Linked DNA regions of Macaca mulatta: region 2 is linked to region 1. The links are chromatin contacts, called in public Hi-C maps. All regions are on one chromosome and are shown on one strand. Each heading gives the region's core, a stretch centred on a gene start, on an enhancer-like site or on the middle of the called end of the contact. The rest is flanking DNA. Distances are from core to core; before and after follow the strand shown.

Evidence for each region. Hi-C and Micro-C count contacts between places; a contact is called where the count stands out from the background.
Region 2: a contact with region 1 is called in a Hi-C map of fetal cortex germinal zone, with 2.0 times the contacts expected there. The contact joins the promoter of YME1L1 here to the promoter of ANKRD26 in region 1. A contact is called at or near these places in 2 of 14 Hi-C or Micro-C datasets (cortical neurons and fetal cortex germinal zone).

Annotation. Positions count from the first base shown.
Region 1 is chr9:28,410,002-28,415,503 of T2T-MMU8v2.0, reverse strand. ANKRD26 (ankyrin repeat domain containing 26) reads left to right here and starts at 3,351. Exons shown (of 32, transcript XM_077946053.1): 1 at 3,351-3,760.
Region 2 is chr9:28,465,105-28,470,606 of T2T-MMU8v2.0, reverse strand. It overlaps YME1L1 (YME1 like 1 ATPase), which reads left to right and starts at 2,518. Exons shown (of 19, transcript XM_002805592.4): 1 at 2,518-2,724. The coding sequence starts at 2,692. MASTL (microtubule associated serine/threonine kinase like) reads right to left here and starts at 2,470. Exons shown (of 12, transcript XM_077946061.1): 1 at 2,388-2,470.

The DNA of each region.
Region 1 (5,502 bases), core at 2,102-4,601:
AATTTAGTATCTATAGAAACAATGCTAATGACTGGCCTGCTGTTAATAAATACATGGGTAAATCTCTGTCCTCTGTTCGGGGCTCTCAGCTCTGAAGGCAGTGAGGCCCCTGATTTCCCACTTCACACCTTTATATTTCTGTGTGTGTGTCTTTAATTCCTCTAGCGCCGCTGGGTTAGGGTCTCCCCGACCGAGCTGGTCTTGGCGCTGGTCTTAAACCCCTGACTTCAAGCAATCTTCATGCCTTAGCCTCCCAAGTAATTGGGATTACAGGCACAAGCTAACATGCAAAACTTCTATAGTAAATAATAATTTGTATTAAAATTTTCTTGTTCAGGTTACTAGGTGGTTTCTCTCCTGATTGAAACCTGGCTGACACATTATTTCTTTCTAGGATGTACTTTTTTCCCCCATCTTCCCCCCTCTGACAAACTCCTGTTTATTCTTTAAGTTTCGGCTTTTAAATTTTAATTTAATTTAATTTTAGAGACAAGGTATTGCTATGTTGCCCTGGGTGATCTCGAACTCTTGAGCTCAAGTGATCCGCCAGTCTCAGCCTTTCAAAGTGCTGGGATTACAGGCCTGCACCACCATGCCCAGCCCTAAATCTCAGCTTTGACATCACTTCTGCATGTGCCTCTCTCCCTGACCCACCACCCTTCTCTTGACATGATGCTGTAGGCCCTCTGTGCTCCCCCTTAATGTGGCACTAAACATGAAATTTGCCTCCCTCCCTGAACTGAAGAATGACACATCTGTTGTTTCCTCACTGACTCTCACAATACCTAGAATAAAGAAGGTTCCCGGCCGGGCGCGGTGGCTCAAGCCTGTAATCCCAGCACTTTGGGAGGCCGAGGCGGGCGGATCACAAGGTCAGGAGATCGAGACCATCCTGGCTAACACGGTGAAACCCCGTCTCTACTAAAAACACAAAAAACTAGCCGGGCGAGATGGCGGGCGCCTGTAGTCCCAGCTACTCGGGAGGCTGAGCCAGGAGAATGGCGTGAACCCGGGAGGCGGAGCTTGCAGTGAGCCGAGATCGCGCCACTGCACTCCAGCCTGGGGGACAGAGCAAGACTCCGTCTCAAAAAAAAAAAAAAAAAAAAAAAAAAGAAGGTTCCCAGAACATGTTTCTGTTTAGTGTTGTGGCCTCCTTACTGTGATCATCCCAGGTCTTGGATCTCCAGGAGATACAGGCAGATGGGCCTCAATACCCTTGAGCCCTTATGTTCTAATCATGGTTTAATTATAGTCTCATTATTCCTCAACAGATACAGCAGAATGCATGGGAAGACACATTTCAAAGAATGAACCAGTTTTGGAAAAGGGTTTGATGAATTTCTTGGTAACTCTTAAAAGGAGAAAACGTGTGACAGCCTTGAACTGGAATTAAAGAGCTTTATCTGGCCGGGCACGGTGGCTCATGCCTGTAATCCCAGCACTTTGGGAGGCTAAGGCGGGCGGATCACGAGGTCAGGAGATTGAGACCATCCTGGTTAACAAGGTGAAACCCCGTCTCTACTAAACAAAATACAAAAATTAGCTGGGGGTGGTGGCGGGCGCCTGTAGTCCCAGCTACTCTGGACTTTTTGGGGATCCAGCATTTGGCTGACGAATTCAACACCTTAGAGCTGGCCTAACATAGTCCTTGAGTATCTCTGGTCTATACAAAAACACTATAGTCAACCAAATCTCTACAACTTACCTGGAGGGTGGTGTGTGATTCCTATATCTGTCCAGACTGGTAATGTCTTTGGCTCTCATTTCAGGATGCATTAGGAAACGTCAGAGTCTTCTGTTCAAAGTCAGTCTTCTCCACATTTGAGTATTTTTTGTTTGTTTGTTTTTGTTTTTTGAGATGGAGTCTTGGTCTGTTACCCAGGCTACAGTGCAGTGGTGTGATCTCTGCTCACTGCCACCTCTGCCTCCCAGGTTCAAGCGTTTCTCCTGCCTCAGCCTCCCGAGTAGCTGGGACTACAGGCATGCGCCACCACGCCCAGCTAATTTTTGTATTTTTAGTACAGACGGGGTTTCACCACGTTGGCCAGGCTGGTCTCAAACTCCTGACCTTAGGTGATCCACCTGCCTCGGCCTCCCAAAGTGCTGGGACTTGACTAGCTTCATAGATCACCCTGGGGAATGTCGAGGAGACAACATAACTTTCTAGCTGGGCTAGTATAGGAGGAAAATTCTTGGTGATGATAGTGGAAACCACTCTCCCACATCAAAACCATTTGATCTAGCTAAGCTGGAGAGGCCTGAGAAGTGTTGTTTTGTTTTTGCTCATTTCCCTCTTGCCAATAAAGACTCCTGTTCTGGGGCCAGCCATCTCCTCCACAGGGACCCTATAGCTGTCCAGAGCTATGGAGGTGCATTCCAGCAGCAATTTCTGCTGAGACTCCAGACGCTTGGCATCTGCGTTGCTAATTCCAATTTGTTGTCAAATTATTCAATCTAGGCTGGGCGCGGTGGCTCACACCTGTAATCCCAGCACTTTGGGAGGCTGAGATGGGAGCATCATTTGAGCCCTGGAGTCGGAGACCAGCCTGGGCAACATGACGAGACCCTGTCTCTACAAAAAATGCAAAAATAGCCGGGCGTGGTAGCGTGCGTCTGTAGTCTCAGCTACTCACACGGGAGACTGAGGTGGGAGGATCGTTGAGCCCAGGAGGTGGAGGCTGCAGTAAGCCGTGATTGCACCACTGCACTACAGTCTGGGCGACAGAGCGAGATTCTGTTGGGGGGGAAAAAAGAGAGATGTAACCTTGGAAAATTAAAAGCAAAAAATAGAACGTAAGACGGGGCCAAAGGCAGAGGGGTGGGGGAAGAAGGCATGCAGAAATGCGTTTTCATTTCTTCTGAGAATGTGCATTGGTTTCTCCTCGTAAGTTTGCACTTAACACATATTGCCACGATCTCCGAAATCCTGTGCCCTCTGTTGTTGCATCTGTTAAGTTTTCATGGAGACCAGCTGGAACCCAAAGGGACGTGGAAGGGGAATAAACTGAGAGATACGGAGATTGAGAGTTTCTTAGGAGAGTTTTCTCGGATAAGAGGCCTTCAGCATCTTAAAACTCCACGCTACTCCAGTCCCAGTCATGCGCAAAGGCTGCTTCCCCATAGGCGCGAGGGTTCTTTTCGCAAACCTCCTGAACATTCAGCCAAACTCCCACCGACATTTGTTTGAATGGAACAATGTTTGAATTGACAGCAACGCAGGGCTGCTCCCAAACAGCCTCCGAGATTTGCGAGGCCTGGGCCTTGCACATGCGCACGGAGCACCCTGGGGGCCACTGGGTCTTCCAGCGCACGCGCATGGACCTTGCAGTCCGAGGCGCGCATGCGCACTTGTGTCTAGCGGTTTCGCTTGCTTGGTAACCCGGAGGGAAAGATTGGAAACCGCGGAGTTTCCTCTGGGAGGCCGCGGCCAGCCGGGGCTGACTTGCTATGTTGGGCTCCGGGGGCCGTTAAAAGGCGAGAGAGACATGAGGTGTCTCTGAAGCCCGGTCGCCTGGGCCATGAAGAAGATTTTTAGCAAGAAGGGCGAATCGCCCTTGGGCTCCTTCGCGCGGCGGCGGAGGAGCAGCGCGGGCGGCGGGGGCGAGCTCGGGGAGGGCGCCTACTCGCAGCCCGGCTACCACGTCCGAGACCGAGATCTCGGCAAGATTCACAAAGCTGCCAGCGCGGGTAATGTGGCGAAAGTGCAGCAGATCCTTTTGCTCAGGAAGAATGGCTTGAACGATAGAGACAAGATGAACAGGTAATAGTCGCAAGCCTGGACTGAATGCCACGGGGGTAGGCGGGCAGGAAGAGGGGCCTCGTTTGTGGAAGCCACCTGGGGCCTGGATCAGCCTCCCACGGGCTTCGCAGCCCCTGGGACGGTGACCACCTTGCGGGTCTCCAGCTCCCAGGCCGCCTTTCTGAGCAGAAAAAAAAAAAAACCAGAACTCTAGCTGGTTTCCGATCCCCCCGAAATCCCCTTAGAACTTAAGTGACAATTTTAAAGTGAGTTAACGAACAAAAGCACGTACAGCGTTTTATTTTTAATGTACACATTTAAGACATAATGTCATATACTTTATGGAAAGGTGCATAATGAGATAAGCAGTTTCCATAATATAGCAACTTCTGGGTTAAAAATTATTTCTATAAAATCTTTTATTCGTCAGGCGCGGTGGCTCGCGCCTGTAATCACAGCACTTTGGGAGGCTGAGGCGGGAGGATTGCTTGAGGCCAGGAGTTCAAGGCCAGCCTGGGCATTATAGCGAGGCCCTCCCTCACCCCCCGCCCATCTCTAATAGTCTCAGTTACTTGGAAGACTGAGGCAGGGGCATCACTTGAGCCCAGGAGTTCTAGGCTGCAGTGAGGTATGTGAGTGACAACAGAGCAAGACCCTATCTTTCAAAAAGAAAAAGAAATAAAATGCCTTTAGGAAACAGACATGTAATTTGTTTTTGTTGGCATTGCTTAAGCAATCCATAGAATGGATTTTATGAATAAATGTCAGTGCATGATAATATGTGACCATTGAAAGTGGCAGTAGAGGCCAGGCGTGGTGGCTCACGCCTGTAAACCCAGCACTTTGGGAGACCAAGGCAGGCGGATATCCTGAGATCAGAAGTTCGAGACCAGCTTAGGCAACATGGTGAAACCCCGTCTCTGCTAAAAATACAAAAATTAGCCAGGCGTGGTGGCGGGAGCCTATAATCCCAGCTACTCAGAAGACTGAGGCAGGAGAATCGCTTGAACCTGGGAGGCAGAGGTTGCAGTGAGCCAAGATCATGCCACTGCACTCCATCCAGCCTGGGCAACAAGAGCAAAACTCCATCTCAAAAAAATAAAAAATGAAAAGAAAGTGGCAATAGATACAGAAGTATATTGGCATGTGAGGATACACTTTGGTATCTCAAGTGAGAAAAAAATCAGTTTGATTGTACAATATCAGTTTGATATGTATATACAGACTGGTCTTGTGTTAGCTGAAAATATGTACAAAACGTGGCAAAATTTGTTATTTCTGGGCATTTGTATAATAAGTCAAACTCTTTCCTTTTTCTTTATGATTTCTGCAATGAGTATGTATAAAAGTTCTACTGAGAATTTGTTGATGAAGTAATCCTTGGGAAAAGAGCAGGAATATGAATCTTGCACACATAAAAATAATTCCCCCCCCCCTTTTTTTTTGGTGGATTGCTGTCGTCTGACAACTTTTATCCTTTTCAGAAGTAAAGGGGATCTTGGCTGGGCACGGTGGCTCATGACTGGAATCCCAGCACTTTGGGAGGCCCAGGCAGGAGGATTGCTTGACCCAGGAGTTCGAAACTAGCCTGGGCAACATAGCAAGACCCTGTCTCTATTAAAAATGTAAGGTAAATCTGATCTTTTTTCTTGCCACCAAAAAGTAAGAAGATAAAAAGTAAAAAGAAAAGAAAAAGGGTATCTTTCTATCTGTATTTATAGATTTTATGTATTTTACCATATACGTTTTTATTATAGATTTAT
Region 2 (5,502 bases), core at 1,269-3,768, 56 kb before region 1:
ACATCAAACTGCAAAGCTAGAATATAACTTGGAAGTGACAGTTACTAATTTAATGAATATTCCCAACTTAATCCTGGCAAAGGCCAAATGAGTAAAAAGGATCCAGAAGATACATCAAACGAATAGGTAATGCTAACACTTAAAAATTTCATAATGCCACGCACGGTGGCTGACGCCTGTAATCCCAGCGTTTTGGGAGGCTGAGGCGGGCAGATCACCTGAGGTCAGGAGTTCGAGACCAGCCTGCCCAAAATGGTGAAACCCCGTCTCTACTAAAAATACAAAAAATTAGCCCGAGTTGGTGGCGTGCACATTTAATCCCAACTACTAGGGAGGCTGAGGCAGGAGAATTGCTTGAACCTGGGAGGTGGAGGTTGCAGTGAGCTGAGATCACTTCACTGTGAAACTCCGTCTCAAAAAAAAAAAAAAAAAAAATTCGTAACAGGGCCGGGCGCGGTGGCTCACACCTGTAATCCCAGCACTCTGGGAGGCCGTGGTGGGCGGATCACATGAGGTCAGGAGCTCCAGACCAGTCTGGTCAACATAGCGAAAACAACATGGCGAAACTCAATCTCTACCCAAAAAAATACAAAAATCAGCCAGGTGTGGTGGCGCGCGCCTGTAATCCCGGTTACTCGGGAGGCTGAGACAGGAGAATCGCTTGAATCCAGGAGGCAGAGGTTGCAGGGAGCCGGGATCGCGCCACACTACTCCAGCCTGGGGGACAGAGAAAGACTGTCTTTAAAAAAAAATTAGTAAAGACTTATCAGAAAAGAGTACATCTTTCTCCTGGTTAAGAGTCAAAAAGTTATCAGTGCCTACAAATTAATCACTCTTCTGCGGTAGAAAAATTTCAGCGATTCTGCACGTCAAAGCAAACAAACAAGGTAAACAAAACCACTAATTACTAAAAACCTTTTGGATTTAGAAACCTAACCGAAGCACGGGTGAGACTACGAATCACGGCTTTGGCTTTAAGTCCCTGTTGTACTAAGGCCGATGTAATCACTTCGGTCAAGTCCCTCTGCCTTTGGCCTCAGTTTCCTCATTTGCTAACGCTGGGAAGGGAGAAGAGGGTCAAACTACTGGGCATCCGAGATATGGAGGGAAGGGCGGAACAGAGGTGAGACACCCGACCCGATCGCGGATGTTGCAGGGCTCTGAAGGCTTCAGCAAGCCAGGCAAGCAAGGCCACCCAGACTCCTTGCTCCAGCGGCCCCGGGGCCTGCCCAAGCCAGGGGGCAGGAAGGAGGGCCGAAGGGCCTGACCCCTTCCTTTGCTCCTCCTTGACTTCCTACCTTTACTGCATACAATTTGCCGCCTTTCTGCCCCAGATACACTTTCCCGAAGGCGCCCCGGCTAATGGGCTTCACGATGCTGAATTCCTCAATGGAGGGCGGTTTTGGCACCGAGATTCTATTCACGCCCTCCTCGGTCGCCGCGCCTCCTCCAGCCTCCTTCTTGCTTCCCGCGGTGGGCTCCATCGCTAGCCAGCCTACAGCGGTCCCGCGGCCGCGGCCCCCCGCCCAGCAGCCACTCCCGCCAACTGGGTTCAAAGTGAGGCTCCGCCCACGCCGCGCGCGGCCGTGACGTCACAGCGCCGCTGTGCCCCGCCCCCGTCACCTCCCCTACGCAGACGTGGAGGGAGGGGGCGTCGGGAAAGCCCAGAGTCCCCGGCAGTACACTAGTCGTGGGCGCGACTGCGGCACTATTGACGTCATTCCTCATGAGGGAGGAGGCATAGACAGTTCTGGGCCGACAGTAAAGGGACGACTGGGGCTTCACTGAATCGCAGGATTTGAAAACATTTCTCCCGGCTTCCCACCGAGGCTGGTGGGAAGCGGTCCTCCTCGCATACACGACCTCCCCACCCCCGCGAGGCGTAGAAACCAGTTCGGACTGTACAGTAAAGCGAAAGCCAGGGCTGAGGTCTGGAAGCTAGTGAAGGCACAGAATGTGGAGAAACGATGAGCAGGAAGCGGGTGGCCGCCCCTGTAATCTGACGTTTTCCCAGGATATAATTTGCCTGACTGAAACAGATCAGAACCAACAGGGAGAGTTTTCGATTTAGTGTGAGGAAAAGAGCACGAAATTGTAGTGAAAGACCTTATTGCTCAGCGCCCAGTCAGAAGATTTCATAAGGAAGCTGTAGAGAGTCTTAAGAGGAGATTAGCCGAGCGTGGTGGCGGGCACCTGTGATCCCAGCTACTCGGGAGGCTGAGGCAGGAGAATCGCTTGAACCCGGGGGGCGGAGGTTGCAGTGAGCCGAGATCGCGCCACTGCACTCCAGCCTGAGCGAAAGAACGAAACTCCGTCTCCAGAAAAAAAAAAAAGGAAAAGTCTAAAGAGGGTAAAGGCTGTTCTCTCGTTAAAAAACAGCTAAAGACCTTTGGGGACGCTGTTCCTTGTAAATGTCAACTACTTCCGCGGGAAAGAACGCTCAGGAACTTGGCCGTGTGGGCACTCACTTGCCCCGGAAGTAGTGTTGCGTTTGCGCCTCACCTTCCGGGGCGGATTGTCTGTCGTTGCAGTAGCTGTAGGAAGGGGAGGCCATTTTCCGTTTCTGGGAGGAGTGCGGGGCAACGGGTCGGAGAAAAAGGTAAAAAGAAGGGCTCGGCGCCTCCCCGCCGGGCCGTCGACAGAGGGGCACAGTTTCGGCAGGCGGGTGAGGTCGCTGAGGGCCCGCAGGAGATGTTTTCCTTGTCGAGCACGGTGCAACCCCAGGTAAGCGCGGCATTCACCCCATTTTTTTCCCTCCCGTCCTGCCCGTGGCTGTTTGCAAATTGCGCTCTTGGAAGCGATTTCTCAGAAAGGACTCTAGGAAAGAAGTGATGAACTCAGTGCGCGTCCCAGGATTGAGGAGTGGATCAGGGGACGTCGCTGAGAGTGGGCCCGAGACTTCAGGGCTGACGATGAAGCTGTTGGGGGCAGAGGCGGGATGTGAGCGTGATGGAGAGAGACCCTGGCTTACCGAACTGATGGCGTGGAATTTCTGCTAGAGAATCCGTCCGGCATTGTTCAGTGTCTGGCGTTCTGGGGTGGGGGCTGGGGAAATGTCTCTACCATACATGTAAAGGGAGCAGGTAATGTTCCCGTTTCTTCCGACTTTCTAGTGGCTTTAGTGTTCACAGCCCCTGTCCCGTGCTCTTTCTTTCTTTTTAAATGGAATTTAAATTTAACCCAAACATGGTATAATAATTCGAATGGCCAGCCTTGCAAGTTTTCTCTTTTTGACCAGAAGTAACTAATAACGTGTATTTTCGAGTCGTAAACTGTTTGCAGTTAAAATTTTGATTCAGCCTCATCCTCATCGTTTTGTAAAACAAAAGGTAGTGAAGAGAAAAATGATTTCAAGGGTTTTCAGTATGCTCTTTGATGGGCAGTCACTTATGACAATGTTTTATTCTTGCTTCATTCCAGTCTCTTTTTTTGATGGTAACATTTTAATAGATTTTTTGAGAGTTCCTACAGTTTTGCAAAGAAATAGTTTTTAAAACGTTGAGTTTTTTTTTTTTTAATAATTTTTAAGAAAATCGACACTCAGGTTCTTGGTTTAAGCATATGATTGTGTTCCTTTGTGTAACTTTTACTCCCCCTCATTTTAAGAATTTTTAATTTTTTTGTGCTAGTATTGGCTAACGAACTGAAGCAGCTGCTTGTTTATTGGGCATCAGTTATGTACCAGGTGAGCAAAGCAAATGTGGAATCTTCTCTTAATATTGATATGAAGTAAATATGACTAGGACTTAACCAGGTGAAGAGTGAACAGGTATCACGGGCATACAGAAAAATACCTGGAGGTCCTGAGTTAGGAAACGATTTAGCAGGTTGGAGGAACCAAAATAAGGCTAGTGTGGCTAGAACATAGTAATTAAAGGGGGTAGTGACAGAAGAGGTTGGAGAAAAGACTTGAGGCAGATCATACAGGGAGTAAAGCATTTGTTATGGCTGATTTCATGTTAAGTGCGTTGGCAACCACTGAAAGTTGTTTTTTTTTTTTTTTTTTTTTTTATTGAGACGGAGTCTCGCTCTGTCGCCCAGGCCGGAGTGCAGTGGCGCAATCTCGACTCACTGCAAGCTCCTCCTCCCGGGTTCACGCCATTCTCCTGCCTCAGCCTCCCGAGTAGCTGGGACTACAGGCGCCCTCCACCACGCCCGGCTAATTTTTTTTTTTTTTGTATTTTTAGTAGAGACGGGGTTTCACCGTGTTAGCCAAAATGATCTCGATCTCCTGACCTCGTGATCCGCCCGCCTCGGCCTCCCAAAGTGCTGGGATTACAGGCGTGAGCCACTCGCGCCCGGCCACACTGAAACTTTTATTTTTTATTTATTTTTTTTTGAGACGGAGTCTCGGTCTGTCTCCCGGGCTGGAGTGCAGTGGCCGGATCTCGGCTCACTGCAAGCTCTGCCTCCCGGGTTCCCGCCATTCTCCTGCCTCAGCCTCCCGAGTAGCTGGGACTACAAGCGCCGCCACCTCGCCCGGCTAGTTTTTTGTGTTTTTTAGTAGAGACGGGGTTTCACCATGTTCGCCAGGATGGTCTCGATCTCCTGACCTCGTGATCCACCCGTCTCGGCCTCCCAAAGTGCTGGGATTACAGGCTTGAGCCACCGCGCCCGGCCACACTGAAACTTTTAAAACATAATTAGATTTTCGTTTTTAAAAGATGACTGGCTTTTGCTGTATGGAGAATAGGAGAGGGCAAGAGTGGAAGATGTTACCAGTTAAAAATACCGCCCCTGCCCCCCCATTTATGCGGTTGCAGTGGTTATGGAAAGAAGGGAATGAGATATATTTTGAAGAAAGTGGAATTGCATGAGAGATCAGATAAAAGAGATGATGGGGAGAGGTGTTTCTGGGTTTGATCAGATGAATGCATTGAAGGTGCTATTTACCAAGATGACAGTGTCTGGAGAAGTCCTAGTAATTGAAAAAGAAGTCTGGCATGGCCTATTGAATATGGTATTCAAGTTTTTGGAACAACTCTTTGTCTTAGTTAACATCAAGAGGCCTGATTTTAGGAGAATTTACCATCAACTGGATGGACAGTTAGTAGTATGTGATGTTGGTAGAGATGATAAAGGGATTTTTATGTACCCTAGGCAGTCTTAACAGGGCTCAAATATAGTGAGAACACTCAGGCATTACTTGCTTTGAAAGATGGTAACACATTTGGAATTCCTGGTTGCTTAATTGGCTGAATACACTTGAAATTAAATGGTAGAAAGGAAGCCACAGAAAACGAACTGTTTCATTGAGAAGAGCTCAATCCTAAATCCTTTTGTGAAAGAAAAGAGTTAAAACTAATTCAAATAAATCTTTTCAAAGAAATAGGTAGAAAATATGTATCTTGAAATGATCTGATTATTTTTACAGTTTCAAAAGAAGTTACTGTTTATTTTTTTCTTTTTACTGCCCCCAGGCTGTAAGGAACTTACTGTTTCTTTCTGACTCTAAAAATGATACATTGCTTCACTTGACTAGCCTTAAAACAAATACATTTA